Regions from separate parts of the Rattus norvegicus genome. Here region 1 is linked to region 2. A link is a contact called in public Hi-C data. All regions are on one chromosome and are shown on one strand. Each heading gives the region's core, a stretch centred on a gene start, on an enhancer-like site or on the middle of the called end of the contact. The rest is flanking DNA. Distances are from core to core; before and after follow the strand shown. Region 1 overlaps LOC102546726 (a long non-coding RNA gene). Region 2 overlaps Pik3r1 (phosphoinositide-3-kinase regulatory subunit 1).

What was found. Hi-C and Micro-C count contacts between places; a contact is called where the count stands out from the background.
Region 1: a contact with region 2 is called in a Hi-C map of Schwann cells, with 2.6 times the contacts expected there. The contact joins two enhancer-like sites. A contact is called at or near these places in 3 of 12 Hi-C or Micro-C datasets (Schwann cells, liver and mammary epithelial cells).

What each region holds. Positions count from the first base shown.
Region 1 is chr2:35,501,930-35,506,270 of GRCr8, forward strand. The region is part of intron 1 of LOC102546726 (a long non-coding RNA gene); the gene reads right to left. Among named protein-coding and RNA genes, the nearest start is that of Cd180, 86 kb to the right of the region's middle. Within about 2 kb of position 1,887, at least 44 of the 93 cell types and tissues checked have an H3K27ac peak or open chromatin away from gene starts, as enhancers often do. A contact at or near this core is called in Schwann cells, where this site is marked.
Region 2 is chr2:34,658,187-34,662,867 of GRCr8, forward strand. All of the region lies in intron 2 of Pik3r1 (phosphoinositide-3-kinase regulatory subunit 1), which reads right to left. Among named protein-coding and RNA genes, the nearest start is that of Pik3r1, 37 kb to the right of the region's middle. Within about 2 kb of position 3,320, at least 11 of the 93 cell types and tissues checked have an H3K27ac peak or open chromatin away from gene starts, as enhancers often do. A contact at or near this core is called in Schwann cells, where this site is marked.

The DNA of each region.
Region 1 (4,341 bases), core at 637-3,136, 840 kb after region 2:
TAGGATTATAATAGAAATTGAGAATCTATGAAGAGCTTGGAATATAGGAACTTCTTAAGTAGCCCATGATGATTAGATTGTGCAATCATTGCCTCTTCAACTCATCCCTGGTGTCCATTTGCAGATAGGCAGAACTGGCACATACTATTGTGTGCAGTCCTCCTGGGGAAACTATTTTGCAAACAATTTGCATGGCTTTACTACACTACTCTGAGCTGGTGAACTACGGACTTCACAGTTTTGAGTGGTCACCACACACTGCCCGGGTCAGAGAGCCAGGATCTACAGACCAAATGCATCTACCTATGACTTATGAGGGGAAAGTTTACTGTAGGCGATGTCTCTGTGGTGATTCTGTCATCAGTTTGTGGTGGAACTAGGGGGTAAGTGTGATAAATAAACCACTCTAACAGGTAGCTTGGGGGGAAAGGAATGGGCCTACGAAATGTAATAGAAATATTGTGACTTATAGTGGAAAAAAATCAGTTAATTCGACAATTATTCTTTTTTGTTCTACTTTAGAGAAAGAGGAGGGAAAGAAAAGGGAGGGGAAGGGAGAAAGAAGAAAGGACAGGGGAATAGGGACAGCAGAGTCTTCCCTTCTCTGCAGTCAGGGGTAGAATTTTAAAAGACACTACCTCAAGAGGCCCCTTACGAAGCCTTCTTTTTAGAAACACTGAATTGTAGTAGAGCAACATCGCAGGGCTGGCAGGAGAAAGAGTAGCAACAAATCGGAAACAAACAATATGGATGCCTGAAATGCAGAGCCCTTCGGCTGAGTTTCTATGATGGGTAAAGGCGGAAGTTGCCCTCCAATTTCCCCTCACCCTTGGTAAGACATACTGAGACTCAAGCACGGATCTGCACACATAGAGAGACGCTTGGAGAAGAAAAACGCTTTTATGGAAATCAAAATGGCTGAGCCTTTCATCAAGTTGACACAGGTAGGAATTCCAAGGATGAGAGCATTCTTATACAGGATTTATCTGCTGAGACGGCACAAATGGGATCCAGGTACCCGAAGATGAGACCATTCTTACAGGGATTTATCTAACGGAAGCCGGAGGGCTAGTCCAGAAGTGACATCCGTATAACACAGTAATGCGGTAATGATTTATACCCAGCCCCCAGGTTTTCTCTCTGGCTTCTATTTATGTGACCTGGGGGAGGCTATTTATCCTTTTGGATCCATGGTTTTCTCATCAATAAAGCACTGAGCTAGTATGTAGATCTACCCCATAGGACCACAGAAGTCATAAATGTGCTAATGAAGCTAAGGCCTGTAGCAGAGCACCCAGAACACAAGTATCCAAACACCGGAGCCTTGGACATGCTGCGAGCAGTTAAAATGTATCCTGATGCCGAGGGTACAAGCGAACAGCTGGCCACCAGCAAACCTGCTCGGCCTCTTGACTGTCAGGTGCACTGTCTGCAGATGGAAAACATCTGGAGCACTTCATAGAAGCCTCTGGGGTTTCAGCAAATAAAATAAATATGGGCCTGAAGGAAATTTGGGAGAAATATGCATTCAGAAGGTCGCGTTACCTCATGACTGCGCACACTGAATATTAAAAGGGAAAGCGAAGCATTCACGCCACTGTCTGAGTACATCCTGATTAGTTGCAGTCTGGAATTTACACAATGCCTTTTTTTTTTTTTTTTTTTTGCAAGGATTAACATTTCTCGTTCCGAGCTCAGCACACATGTTGCAGCTTTGCTCTCTACTGCCACCCCCTCCCCCCAGGATTTGTATGGGAGAGCCTGAAATAAGATTAAACAAACATATAACAAACCCATATCTCAATTCGAGCCGTAAGAAGAATGAAAGGCGGCCTCGGCCAATCTGCCCTTCTGCTTCCAGCTGCCCCATAAACGTCAGCTGCTGTCCTTCAACAGGGACAGAGGGCCTGTCTTCTGTCTCTATGGGAGCCCAGTGAGATGAGGAACGGGCCCAGAGAACGCAGCCAATTGTTTAAAAAACTGCAAGGCTGGATGTACTTGGAGTTCTCAGAAAGAAGTAATTGCTGAACACCAGATTTTTAGCTATCAAAGGGCCACTGTGAGAGAAGCTGAACTCCATCCCACAAGAGGGCTTTGACAGCACGTGATTCGAAGAGAAATGCTTCCTACATTTTTTCCCCTTCACCTATTCTGGAGAAAATAGCAAGAGAGGGCAAAAGAAAATTGAGGGGTGGAAGGTAAACGCATGACGAACAAAACTGTCAAGTCTGGCCCACTTGGCTTGGCGAGTGCAGAACATTCCAGATAAGAAGGAGGCATTGGATGTGTGGATTTGTAGCCACAAGGTCATTTTTTAATAAAAAAGACAGTTTACTATGTTTCTGATTGGAAAGAACTTCAAATGAAGGTAGAGGAAGAAAGGAGGAGGGAGGAAAGGGACTGGGGGAGATTTCATGGCTGCCAAAATTTCAAATAGCTGGACTGAATTTTTATTCTTTGAGGGGGAAAAAAATGAGTGTCTACGGGATAACATAAGAAGGGTTTTCTATTACATCACCCAACCCAGGCTTTAGCAATTTTTTTTCAAAACAGATACAAGCTAACTTTTACCGGCAGCATGGTGTCAATTCCTCTGCTGGCTTGCTTCACCCTGCACCTCAGAACTGGTCCGTCTGGGTACCACTTCTGAGAAACAATGTCCCACAATTGAAGGAAAGCCACACTGCCTATGATGTCTAGTGAACTGGGTTGGAGAATATAGGCAGACTGCTCACTACACAGCACCCCAGCATACACACACTTCCCCTACTGAGAAGACTCCTGTCTGTCTCTAACCACCCCTGAGGCATGGCGCCACACTGAGAAGGTCACTCGTAGGGCAGAAGAGATGTTCTCAGAATATTCAATAACTCCCTTACTGGATCCAGCAAAATCCTTGGAACAAGTACCCTAAAGGAACAAAAGTCGTGTTGAAAATGATTTCTGAAAGAGAGAATTTTGTGTATGTTGAACAGAGGATTGTTTGATTGTATTTTGTTACTAAAATGCTTGTGGGCAGAATGGTCCCATGAGCCACTTCTGTGGGTGTCCCCAGCAAGTTCAGCCAGTGGGAAAGCTGCACTAGAAAGACTTCCAAACCTCTAGCTTAGTCCCTTCTGACCCTGAAGAAGGGAATATATCCTCCACTGCCTTCAAACAGGGGTTCCTCTGACTAAAGTTCACTCTCCAAATGCTAGTTGCTTAAAGGAAGGTCTCTAGAATGGGCACAAAGGGTTAAAGTCATGGTGGAGGCTAAAAAATAGCTCCCTGGCCAAGACTGCTCAGTAGGTGAAAGTGTTTGCCATTCAAACCAGACAGCCTGAATTCAATCCCTGGATCACACAGTGAAGAGGACTGACTCCAAAGTTGTCCTCTGACCTCCACATGTTTGCACTGGTATATGCACCCTTGCATTCACACCCATGCATGCACACACACACATAGGCACACTCGCACACAACGCATACATACAATAATTTTTTTTTTACGTTTAAAGGCTCTATGAGTGACTGGCTGGGAACAAAAGCCTTCCTGGGCCTCACAACATGGCTGGCTGAGATCCTGCAGGGGTAGAGAGCCAGACACAATCTGAACTGGCAGACACTAAAGAGCCTCAAGACTCCTATTTCCTCTTTCCTGGTTGTTTTGCTCAAGAGAAGCCAGCTGAGATCAGACAATGAGGGTGAGACAGAGAAGTTCACATACCTGTCATGCTTCTCACATTACAATAAAAACAGTGCAGAAATGGGCAGATGGTCGGCACAACTACCCCCCCCCAGAGGACATCCCAGTAACCCTCAAGTCACACATAGTCAGCCTCCTATGTGAGAAGTGGAGGTATTTATCAGTCTAATCCGGGAGCTCTTGATATCTGGGCAGCCACTGACCACTCCTGGAAAAGTGCTAAGAGGAGCAGACCCCTTGTAAGGTGGAAAAGGTCTTTACCTCAAAGATATAGCAAAGTACTATCTACTTCAGTGGCTTGGGGATCATGAGTAAAGAGCACTTAACCCTTTACTACTACCACTACCACTATCACTGCTGCTGCTGCTGCTGCTGCTACTACTACTACTACTGCTACTACTATTGCTGCTGCTGCTACTACTGCTGCTGCTGCTGCTACTACTGCTGCTGCTGCTGCTGCTACTACTATTACTATTACGACTACTACTATTACTACTACTACTACTACTCTACCTCACTTGCACCTCATTGTAAAATGAGAAAGTAGAAAGTCAGATAGGTACAATAATTCCTAGCTCCATTTGGTCATATTTCCTCTAGCTTCGCCCAATGGTTACCTAGCAACCAGATATACCAGCCTGGTATAAAAGGACTCTC
Region 2 (4,681 bases), core at 2,070-4,569:
ATTTTCTAATCCGAGATCCATGACTCAAAATTCTTTTCAGTAAACTTTCAATTTTCTATTCTAATCCATAAGAGAAGACAGCAGAAGAGGAAGTAACCACAGAGAACAACAAAACACCTACTGACGGTCCATAGGGGAACAGTCACTGCTTTCTTGGGGATCTCTCCTGGCTGAGCTTTATTTGGGTGACTGCACCCGGTGACTAGGGACCTCACAGGAGTCCCCAGAAGTTTACTCTGACATTGACTTTATCTGTCTTTCAAATGTATGCATTCCTGTTTACTGACCATACAGATGACCAAACGGCCAACATCTCTTGAGATCCTGGAAACATGACTGAGGAGATGGCTTCCTCGATGAAATATGTGCTACGCAAGCAACTGGACTCTAGTTTACATCCCCAATACTGATGGCTGATAGCACTGACTGCTCTTTCAGAGAACGTAGGTACAGTTCCCAGCACACACATAGCAACTAACAACTACCTGTAACTTCCAGTTCTTGGGGATCAAACGCCCTCTTCTGGCCTCCAGAGGCACCAAGAATACATATGGTATATAAAAATACACACAGGCAAACCCCTACACACTAAATATTAATGTTTTATATGTATACATATATATTAATATTATATAGTATTATCTATAGTACATGTAGGTATATATTATATTGCATTTTATTACATATTATAAATTTGTGTGTGTGTGTGTGTGTAGAAAGTAACTGAGAAAGACACTTGGCTCTGACTTCTGGCCTCAACACACAGAGACCTGAACGAATATGTGCTCACGCATGAAACACATACAAATACACAGATACACCACACACACAGTAAAATCAAAACGAAGTCTGTAAGAGTGTAAAACCTAATGCTGGGATCCATGGGATTTCAGAACGCCACTCTCCTAGAGGGGCCACAGGTGGGTTAGATGTTTCTGTTTCAGCCACTCTTCCTGCCAAGGAAATGTCCCCACCTGCTTGATCCAATGTTGGGAGACTATGAACCCACTGAGGTAGGCAAGATGCATGAGTTCCAGTTATGGTAATAAAGAACTCCAGCCAGGCCAGCCAGGCGTGCGCACCAGATTCCAACAGTTCTGCTCTTGGTGTGTACTTGCAAACACATCTGAAGGCCCCAGCTGCTTTTAATTAATAGTACATGCTGGGCGCACCTTGCCCAACTTAGCAAAATATCGCTTTATTTTAAATAGGATTCTGAACATTTTTTATAAGCACTGGATCCATTTATTTTTCAAGGCAAATAAATAACCCCAAAATAAATTTAAACTGGGCTCTTTTAAAAACAGTCATATTTCACGTTGAATGTGCTCCTGAGGCCAGAGGAAATGGTCTTTCCTTCCCTAAACTTTTTAGCCAAGTACTCAACAAACCTCCGTTTCTTCCCAAGAATATTTGCTCTCTTTTTTTTTTTTTCCAATTTCTCAGAGCCCAGTTTTAAAAGGCTGGAACTTTTCACAAGGCAAAATAATTCCATTTGCTAGTTGGCTCCTTCTCTGAGCCCAGCTTAGATCCTATGGGACACATAACCCTTTACTGAAATGCAGGCGAAGTGTCATGAACCATGCTCGGATATTGGCCAACCGCAGCTCAAAGTACAAAAACTCAAAGGGAGATGGAAAGCTAGCTTTAAAGTTTGTGTGTGGAACAGACACACCGCTGAGCATTAATCCAAAGGAACAGAAATATTCAAGGAGAAAATACACACTTTATACCTAGACGGGGGAGGAGAGTAGGTAGCCAGATAGCAAGATGTACTGTTGGGAGGATGGGACAAGGTAAATAGAGTTACAGCTACCCGGAATTCCTCAAGCCCGTGGCAAATTTTCTAGAAATATCACTTTCAGGGGCTGAGAAGCTCTCTCAGTGGCAGGGTGTTAATCTAGCATGGGTTAGGTTCTGGGTTCAATTCCTACCACTGGGGAGGCAGGAAATAGTGCAGGTATCACATGGAGAAAAAAATTGAAAATTAAGCAGCAGAGTTAAACAAACAAACAAAAAAAAAAAGCCTTGGGAGAAAGAGTGGGTCTGGCTGTCAGCTCCTGTGCTGTGTAGCCAGCCGCCACTGGATGGCAGTGAAGCTGCTCGGTGAGCATGAATTACTCAGTCTTTTCTACAACAGGTCTGGCCCCAAGGCCCCAGAGGAAATTGTTGATTTTTTTTTTTTTTTAAATGGTTCTTCTCTGCAAAGTAAAAAAGATTGGGCACCTCTGACCTAGAAATCACAAATTTCGGTCTGATTTTTCAGTAAGTTTCTTGAAATTTACTGTCAAAGTATGGAACTGAAGACCAAAACAAACTACAGCTTCTAAACAATTACCAGGAGTTTGAAATTCAGGCACACATGTGCAAACATCTGTACACACACACACACACACACACACACACACACACACACACACACTCTCTGAAGTTTGTTATTAAGATACTCTCATCCTGAACCCAGTAAACAAACTGAAACCACATCTTGCCCCTACTTTTTCTGGTGAACTTGATGGCTTCACCACACTTTTCAAAGCTACACATTTCCTCCTTTCCTTGGCATTTGATCCTTTGGTGGGGGAGGGAGGTTAGGGGCAGGGGGGTTAGTAATCTCACCAGTGACAAGCTTTGCTTTCAGTAAGGACATCTGCCAACTTAAACAGCATCTCCCAGGGCAACAGGATAATGAAAGACACATTGAGGTCCTTGCTGTCATCAGATGCAAGCCCAACTCGGCCTGAAATTGAGCCTGTAATTCCGCTGATCCTCAAGTTAGGAGAGGTGGGACCCAGAGGGTCTAGAACACAGCCCTTGACTTAACAGCAGAGAAGGAACCCAGGGGCAAACATTCTCAGTTTGCAGGGCTTCTAACCAGCACTACTTCTGCAGAGGAGACCCAGGAACCAACTACTCTAATACTTGGCAGCTAGACACCTTAATACACTAAGTACTGAAATCGTCCTCACTGTCACTGATAAAACCAAGGCTCTGCTACCCCACCCTGGACCACAAGATGCCAGCAGAGTATGTCCAGGTGTGTCACTCTCAACCACAGCTAAGGCCCCACAAACCCCAAACCAGGGTCACGGCTCCAGAGATTCCCCTAACCTGGAGCTCTAGGTTTCTCTTTTTCCCTCTCTCAGGACATAGGCAACTGTGTGCCTTGCCCTGTGCATCTAGAAAGACGTTTAAACCACGCAAAGTGCAAAAATGAGAAAGAACAGTCTGGAAAATTTGAAAGAGCGAACAGAAATTGTAAGAGTGCACAAATCCGCTTCCTACCCTCTGCGGCTGGGTCCAGGGTCAGGAGGCAGTGGCTGATTCATCCACAGGAACTCAAAGCTGCCCCCACCCACAGGCAACTTGACCCAAGAATGGCTTACAAGGACCCAGAGCCTCCATTTTTTTTTTCTTGTTTTCTGTGGTACTAGGATTAAACCCAGAGCTTCCTGCATGTTAGGCAAGCATTCTACCACTATGCTGGCTAGTTTTATTGCAATTAGCCAATTTTGAAAGAAAGAGTCTCAGTTAAGAAAATGCCCCCCACCATATTGGCCCATGGGCAAGCCTGTGGTAAATTTTTTGATTGACGATTGCTAAGGGAAGACCTAGCTCACTGTGGGCAGGGCTTCCCTTGAGTTGGTGCTGGGTGCTGTAAAGAAAGCATGTTGAGGAGGCCATGAAGAGCAAGCCAGTCAGCAGCACTCCTCTAACTGCCGAAGCATCAGCAGCCTCTGGGTTTCTGCCTTGAGTTCTTGCCCTAAGGTCCCTGGAATATATCCTGTCACCAAGTTGCTCTTGGCCATGGGGTTTTAGCATAGCGATAGAGACCCTACGAATGCCAGTTACCATTCCTTCACTCTTTCATTTATTTTCAGACTGCGTCTCAAAGTTGCTCAGTAGCCCAGGCAGGTCTTAAGCTTGTGATTCTCCTGCCTCAATCTCCCAGACAATTGGGATCACAGTGCACCACTAAGTCTGGCTCAGAGTCCTCAGTATAGCCTAGAAAGTGATAACTTAAAAGGACCGCAGGCCATAAGGGACTGTAAGGACATACTCAGTATTTAAAAAAAAAAAAAAAAAAAAAAAAAAAAAAGCCTACCTAAATATAACCAGATACCCTGGAAAACCAATGGGTTTTCAAAATGGTGCTGATACCATTTGAGCTGAGAACCTGAGTGACCTTGGGTACAGCAGGCAGTTATCAGAAGTGCTTTGTAAGCTTTTATCCAAAGTACAAAGTCACTCATATACTATAACATGGCTATTTCAAAGTTCTATTCTAGTTTCTTTTTCTTTCCTTCTCTCTCTCTCCTTTCTTCCCTTCCTTTCTTTGGAAGCAAGGTTTCCATTTGTGTCCCAGGTGATCCTTGAAGTCTTGACTGTCTTCCTTGCTTTGGCTTCATAATGTTAAGCCTACATATGTGCGCCATCATACCCAACTTTAGAAATTTTCTTATAGTCCAGGTTAGCCCTAAACTCACTATGTAGAGCAGGTTGGCCTCAAAATCCTCTTGCTGCTGTCTTCTAAGTGCTAGGAGTTCCACACTGGAACTTTTACTTCTAACAAAGGCAGGGCTTGCCTGCACCACCGCTGTGTCATCTATTCTACAGAGTACAGTGGGCAGCAGAGATAACAAGTGGGCTTGGTGATAGAGCCTGCAATCCCAGCCCTCAGGAG